Linked DNA regions of Danio rerio: region 1 is linked to region 2. The links are chromatin contacts, called in public Micro-C maps. All regions are on one chromosome and are shown on one strand. Each heading gives the region's core, a stretch centred on a gene start, on an enhancer-like site or on the middle of the called end of the contact. The rest is flanking DNA. Distances are from core to core; before and after follow the strand shown.

Region 1 (3,851 bases), core at 393-2,892, 170 kb after region 2:
ATACTATACTTTTGAAGTATAAGGTTGCAGGAGTCAAGTTGCACTCTCATAGCGGGGAATTGAAAACAAAACCTTTATTGCAGCGCATTTAAAAACAGAACACTGACGACCCATGTTTCCAAACAATTCTTCTTCTTCCACTTGTTTGAATTACGGTTGGCAACACAATGTGGCGTCTCTCTGCCGTCTGAACACTGTAACAGGTAAAAACAGTCTTCGAAGCTATCATGCATATCAATGAAGTTGCACCTCATTCACAATAGAGTGTGCTGATTGGTTCGAATCAAGTCTCTCTCATGAACTAATGCTGAGAGCTTAAAGACGTCACATTGTACCCGCCAGTACAGACATCCAGTCTCCACGCTGGAATTTACACAAGGATCTCATGGCCGTGATGTAGCTTCAAAATTTATTTTCAAACCAAAAGGATGAATTTGCTCAAAATAATGCAAAAACAACCAATTTTTACTTTTTCGTGCAATATATGTGTCCTTATAGTGTTTTAGCAACATGGAACACATATTTGACTGTCAACATCTCAAAAAATGTGTTTTGGTGTTTCGTGACCCTTTAATGATATAAAATAACATGGTCAGTTATAGACACAATTATGAGAAATTAAGCCACAACTATGAGATTTAGCTGATTGCTATTAAGATAACATTGCATTTCTGAGAACTGAACTTGCAATTTGGACATACCAAGTCATAAATGTAAGCTAGAAAGTAGAAATTATGAGCAACTGTTACAGAAACATGACTGTACTTTTTCACAATAATAAAAATTTCATTACTCTTATGTGGAAATAGGCTTGCAATAGCAAACTGTTTACAAGCCTGTCCTGAAAAGACAAATTAGATATTGAGATATTTGCAGCCCTTAAGCATGGTGTATGTCAGCGTGCAGAATACACTTGGGGTGACAGACTTGGAAAAAGTATGTGCAGTCTGATTTCCAACAAGCTTCCAAGGACTTTTCAAATCTGTGGCTTGTAAAAGGTTGCTTGTTCATACAGTTAGTCAAAACCAGCATGAATGAAACTTGTCAGCAAACACACATTTTTCCCACAGACACTATTTTTAGTTGCGAAAACACTTTAGCCTCACACATGTGATATCCGTCTGCCTCTGTAAACTGTAACACAATGCAGGATGTTCCTCATATGAAAACGACAGCGTGCATTATGTATAAATACCAGTGACCTTTAAACAGTAAAGGTTTAAAGTATTAAATGCAGCTGAAATCAGTCTGTATAGTCAACATAAAATGCAGCGCATGAGTTAAACCGCACTTCAAGGCCTTAGCAACACCAAGCCGATGGAAGTCTGTCATGTTTTTTTCGTCCTCTTTGTAATCACTTCACTGTTTTATCTCTCCATAAAACAGTTTTCATCACTTGCTTCTGTTGCCAGATCAAAGATTTCTTTTTTGTCAAGCATTTAGGCCGGTATCTCAGTCTTGTTTCTGTTGAAATCTGTTCCGTCCAGGTTGGGTGGCTTGAAATATTTTGACACTGGCTTCTTTAATTTGAATCGGCTTGTTTATGTTCTCGCCTCTGCAGAGGGAATCATACAAGAGGAGTCTCTTTGTCCGAATTGCATGTGTTTCTTATCAAGTCAGCCAGGCACAGGCATATTTCCAAACGCTACACAAGGATCATGTGTGGCCAATGAAAAACAGCGCCCCCTACCCGCAACCAAAACTTGTTCACTTGCACTTCATTAGTCTCGAAGCCTTAATTGTTCTCCTTTACCTTTTAAAGATTATTTTCCTTCTGAATCCATCATTAATTATTCACTGCACGCCCTCTATCAACTCGCTAGAGTTTTTCCCCCTTCTCTTTCAGTGCCTCCCTTCCTCTTGTCAGTGTGATTTGCTGTGTTTCTGTCAGTAGCTGACTCAAGGCAGGTGGAGGGCTTTCCATGTGCTTTCCATTTGCCCTGGACTGAAACGGCCGCAATTAAAACCAAATGTGCAACCTGTGGCTCGCGCATGCAGCGCTGCTCTGACACACAGACATACCCTCGCTTGCAAATAATAGGGCGAACAATAACAATTCAGATTTATTGCCTTGATACAAAACAATTGGCTGAACTCTGGAAGTCGGCGTTGTACACGAGACTCTGAGCAGGAGGGCGTAAAGTTGTTTCGGTCGGGTGCTAGACGTGCGGAGGCAGGGGTGAGCGAGAGGCCAAGCCGGGGTCACTGGTAAGATTCAGTTAAAAAAGGAGAAAATTATGCGGGCATCTGAAGTTTCTCCACTGCAGCCAGAATGTCTGCTGACCACACTGTGTAGCTTGAGGACATGGAGACTATGATTAGAGCCCTGGAAGGCAGGGCTGGGGTGACTCTGGTAAGGTCGTATATAAGTACACCCACATGTTGTTGAAGTGCAGGTCCTTATACCTTGTGGGCATACGCGCTCCACCTCTGACACCTCGAGGCCTCTCCTCCCTCTGTAGCATGACCTCAGCGAGCTGATAATCATAGTTATTGACAGAACAGGCTCCAACTACGCTAAACAGTCCCCGTGGACACGCCGAGGTCTGATTTTCCTTTTGTCCAGATATAGGCTATGGTAGTAGTTTCTTACAGCAATGCTTTAGGGTGCGGATGGTTAAATCAATTTTGGGATGTTAAGAGCACAAAACATGTTCCCTGCATAATCTTTATTTTTATAAAAACCTATTTGACCGTTGAGCATCTTACATTTATCAGTTATGGCCAAAACAACACTATCGCTATTGCTCATGCTAAGCATTTAACCTCATGTATTTAACTTCTGCATAACAACTTTCTGTATGTTTCAAATTGTGAAGCTTCTCAATGTGTTCAAAAAATAGAGTTATAGATAGAGTTGTCATGCAGTTTTGGACTTTTCATATCTAAAATGATTACTCTTGTTTTACATCTCACATTACACATCATTTATCTGGTGCTAATCTACTAATCTACAGTGACATATACACTACCTGGCAAAGGTCTTGTCGCCTATCCAAGTTTTAGGAACAACAAATAGTAACTTGATTTTTATCAGATTATTTAGTGTTAGAAGTGACTTATGTGAAAGGCAAAGGCCTCTGGATTATTACCAAAATAAAATATGATCATGCCTTGATCTTGATGATTTTTAATTATTAGTACAGTAAGGTCTGACTTTGCTTAAACAAATGTCTTATCACTTAACAGAAAAAAATATACAGTATAGAATATAAAGTCATGATGCAGTGGGAAAAGAATTACTTCATCTTACCCCAGACATGCTCAAAAATGTTCAAGTCTGGTGACAGGGCTGGCCAATCCTGGAGCACTTTGACCTTCTTTGTTTTTTGGAACTTTGATGAGGCTGAATTATGAGGAGCAGCGCTATCCTGCTGGAGAATTTTCGCTCTCCTGTGGTTTGTAATGTAATGGGCAGCTAAAATGTCTTGACACATCAGGCTATTGATGTTGTCATCCACTCTGCGGATCTCTCACACTCCCCATACTAGATGTAACCCCAAACCATGATATTTCCTTCACTAAACTTGACTGATTTCTCTGAGAATTATGGGTCCATGCGGGTTCCAATAGGTCTTCTGCAGTATTTGTGAAGATTGGGATGCAGTTCAACAGATCACTGAAAACCAATTGATTCATTGAAAAAACCTTTTGCTACTTTTCAAAATGATCAACTAGAAGTCAAATTATTATTTGTTGCTCTTACAACTAGGATCGACGACAACACTTTTGTCAGGTAGTGTACATTCCTTAAACTTGGATTAAACTTGACCTGTTCCCAAATTCACTAGCATTGTGCATTCTTACATGCGCATCTTATCAAACTGCTTATCAAATACTCAGACTATAAA
Region 2 (3,867 bases), core at 919-3,418:
TCCAGCATTGAGCCGATGGGGCTCTGGGGGAGAACAAGGGGTCTGTGAGAGCCTGTGAGGGTGGCCTGAAGGGCTTCTTCGGCCCAAGGCCTGTATGGGAAGATAGAGGAAGTCTTTGGGGGGAACAAGTCCTCTGAAGAAGCTTTTTTTAAAGGGTCTCACCGCTTCCTGAAGCAGCTGCTCCAGAGAGTAGATCCTCGGCCTGTTTCCACGTTCACCCTCAACAACAACACTATAGCTGGGGAAATGGAGATTTTTTTGTGTTATTTTTTAGATCTGATCAATATTATCGGTCTATCCACACATATATATACATCTCTATACATTATTCCATCCATCCATCCATCCATCCATCTATTCATCCATCCATCCATCCATCTACATTCATCTACCTGCAAATCTATGCATCAATCTATATAACTATCATTTCATTGTTCCATTTATCTATTATTTAATCTATTTGTCCATTGTTACAACCATATATTCATTCTATTCATCTTTTCATCCATCCAACCCCACCCATCTATCCATCCATCCATCATTTCATTGTTGTATCTATCTATTATTTAATCTATTTTTCCATTGTTACAACCATATATTCATTCCGTAAAATTTTCCATTCATCCATCCATCCATCCATCCATCCATCCATGCACTTATCCATCCATCAATCCATCCATCCATTTACTTATCCATCCATCCATCATTTCATAGTTTTATCTATCTATTATTTCATCTATTTGTCCATTGTTACAACCATATATTAATTCTATTCATCTTTCCATCCATCCAGCCCCACCTATCTATCCATCCATCCATCCATCCATCCATCCATAATTTCATTGTTCCATCTATCTATTATTTAATCTATTTGTCCATTGTTACAACCATATATTCATTCCATTCATTTTTCCATTCATCCATCCATCCATCCATCCATCCATCCATCTACTTCTCCATCCATCATTTAATTGTTCTATCTATTATGTCATTCTTTCTATTCATCTTTCTATCCCTCCACCTACACACCCACCCACCCATCCATCCATCCATCCACCAATCTACTTATCCATCCATCCATCCATCCATCCATCCATCCATCCACTTATCCATCCATCCATCCATCCATCCATCCATCCATCCATCCATCCATCCATCCATCCATCCATCCATACGTCATTTCATTGTTCTATCTATCTATTATGTCATTCATTCTATTAACCTTTCTATCCATCCACCTACCCACCCACCCATCCATCCATCCATCCACTTATCCATCCATCCATCCACTTATCCATCCATCCATTCATCCATCCATCCATCCATCCACCAATTCATCCAGCTACTTATACATCCATCCATCCATAATGCAGGTCTGGTTCTCTTACATATCAGGCAGGTCCAATGTATGTACATAAGCAGCATACAGTAACTCGTCCTCTTTCGAGATCAATACTTTCAGCCCATCCCTCAGGATTTCTTTGGTGAGAATGCAGTTGGGCAGGGCTGGTTGAGACAAAGACAGATTAAAGGTAGAGGTCATTCTCTTTTGACCACAAGCACATTCTGTGTTGATATGAACACAGTTACATTTAAATCATGCCTGTCTGTTTGCATATTTTGTACCTGGCAATGCACTGCCCATCAGCTCTGGTTCCTCCTCTTCCTCCTCCTCCTCTTCCTCTCCCTCTGAGAAGCTGCTGTCATCGTCAATCTGGAAACCTTCATCGGCAGCAAAGCTCTCCAGCAAACGACTGACTGCTCGTCCCTTTGCCTGCTAACAATCACGAAACAGCATGTGAGTCTCATTCTTTCACACACACACACACACACACACACACCCACACACGCACGCAGACAAACACACACACATACACACATACACACCTGTAATGGCCCCAGAGAGAGTGATTAGGGCTCCAACATTCATTCAACCTCTCATACAAATATATCATAACCTCTCACACCCAACGGGTCCATTCTTGTGCACAGCCCTCAGTACTTAACATTGCTCAAAAAAAGCTGTCACATATTAATGTGATGGAGGTTTCGTCACTTGGGGTGATGCTGTTCGGTTTTCATTTTACAAGTGTGTCTCTAGGGTGAGGCACAGGTGAAGAATGATGCGTGTCTTTGTTCTCTATCGCACTCTTTGAGCGGAGTGGGAATTCTTCCCGCCCTCTGATTAGGCAGGCAAAGTCCCCTCGCATGCCTCGCTGATGACCTCACAAAGGGCCGACGGTGACAGCCTTGACGCCTATGGTGTAAATCCTTTCAAAACTATTGACTGTTTTATTTAGACAATGCATGATTCAGCCTGTGAATTAGCAGGCGGATCCCATCTTATCTTTATTGTGAGTAGATTTACGAGAGCCCCTGACAGGACGAACCACACGAGATTGCATAATCCTTCTCAAAGGGATGGCTTTTTATGGGTGCCAAGAGGGCAAGGCAGACAGATCTAGGCCGCTGGGGGTAATTCGCTATGTGGCGCTGCAGTCTAGCTAGATCACACCAGTGTCCAGCACAACTCAAATAAATGAGCTCAGATGTACCAGCATAGATTGGCTGTGGCCAAAAGCTGACTTGTTGCCTCACTGCACTATCAGGCAACGGCTTCGCAAGCAGCTGTTGCGCATGAATGTGCCTCATGAAACTGATTTCAGACAGACTTCTGAAGCAGCATAATGGTTTAATGATCCTCAATAAAATACAGGGAGCTTTGGTAAACCAAAACCAAGCAAATATGCAATTACTGCAAAAGTAATTTCTCAGTAAAAATTACATGAAAAGTGGAAAAACTTGGCCCAAATCTACATTTACAAATACAATGACCACCAAACCACAACTTTCAGATGCCAAATAAAATGTTTATCTCAACTGTCAATGAATCAAATACAGGACAGTGGGTTATCTTGCACAGAAAACAGTGCTGCCATTAAAAGATGATCAGATTGAAGTAGCATTTACAGAAGACAGGATGTGACATGGTAATTGGATTGCACTCCTATATCCTTAAACACAGCCTTTCTACTTTAGATGACTGCTAGGTTCCTTATGGCCCTTTTCCACTGAGTGGTACAGTACGGTACGGTTCGGTTCGCTTTTATGAAACAATGAAAGGGTATCAAAAGGTGGAGCCAGATGCGCAGCTGAACACTATGGATTTACAGACAAACGTCAAAAGACAGGAGAATGAAAACAAAGGAAGCGCCCATTTTAAATACACAGCCGAGACAATACATCATAATGATTATATACATATAATAACAAGCCATGGTTGACCCGAGCTCAAACACACCTTGTCATTGTCTTAATGTACAGCCACAAAGCCAAGTAGATAAACCTGTTGTCCTGTTGTTGTTGTTTTCCATGGGCGTCTAAAGCGCGAGCGGTTTCACTTTCTCCAGAGAGCTTTGCGATCGTTCGCCGTTGTCTATATTTGAAATAACAAACTTCTTGAGCTGATGATAATAACATGCGCGTGATTATTGGAGTGCTTCTGACATCTGATCCTTTCAGAAACAGACAAAAGCGAGGGAGATGCACGGAAAAAAAAACAAAAGAGAAGCCAAAAAAAAAAAAACCAAATGGGGCAAATGATTCTTTGAGCAACCTAAAACATGAACAAACTGCCATGTTTAACTATTATAATCACCTTTTGGACTATTTTGAACTCGAGAATGACAGAGTTCTAATAGAGGTTACATGTGCTGCTGAAGATTAAAGATACAGATGAGAGGTTTGCACTGACTGTACGCTACATGTTGAGTGTTGTTTTTGAACTCAAATAAGGACTAAATGTATGATTCGGAAACTGTAACGGTCTGTATGTGTTCATATACGTTGCATTTATTTATATACTGT

What was found. Hi-C and Micro-C count contacts between places; a contact is called where the count stands out from the background.
Region 1: a contact with region 2 is called in a Micro-C map of caudal fin, with 2.8 times the contacts expected there. The contact joins two enhancer-like sites. A contact is called at or near these places in 2 of 18 Hi-C or Micro-C datasets (caudal fin and hematopoietic stem cells) and 1 of 4 datasets of contacts at active chromatin or transcription factors (gastrula embryo).

The regions. Positions count from the first base shown.
Region 1 is chr12:36,655,474-36,659,324 of GRCz12tu, forward strand. All of the region lies in intron 1 of bahcc1b (BAH domain and coiled-coil containing 1b), which reads right to left. Among named protein-coding and RNA genes, the nearest start is that of bahcc1b, 9.7 kb to the right of the region's middle. Within about 2 kb of position 1,643, at least 20 of the 62 cell types and tissues checked have an H3K27ac peak or open chromatin away from gene starts, as enhancers often do. A contact at or near this core is called in caudal fin, where this site is marked.
Region 2 is chr12:36,480,278-36,484,144 of GRCz12tu, forward strand. bahcc1b (BAH domain and coiled-coil containing 1b) reads right to left here. Exons shown (of 29, transcript XM_073918670.1): 21 at 1,627-1,777; 22 at 1,389-1,506; 23 at 163-238. Among named protein-coding and RNA genes, the nearest start is that of fscn2b, 120 kb to the left of the region's middle. Within about 2 kb of position 2,169, at least 9 of the 62 cell types and tissues checked have an H3K27ac peak or open chromatin away from gene starts, as enhancers often do. A contact at or near this core is called in caudal fin, where this site is marked.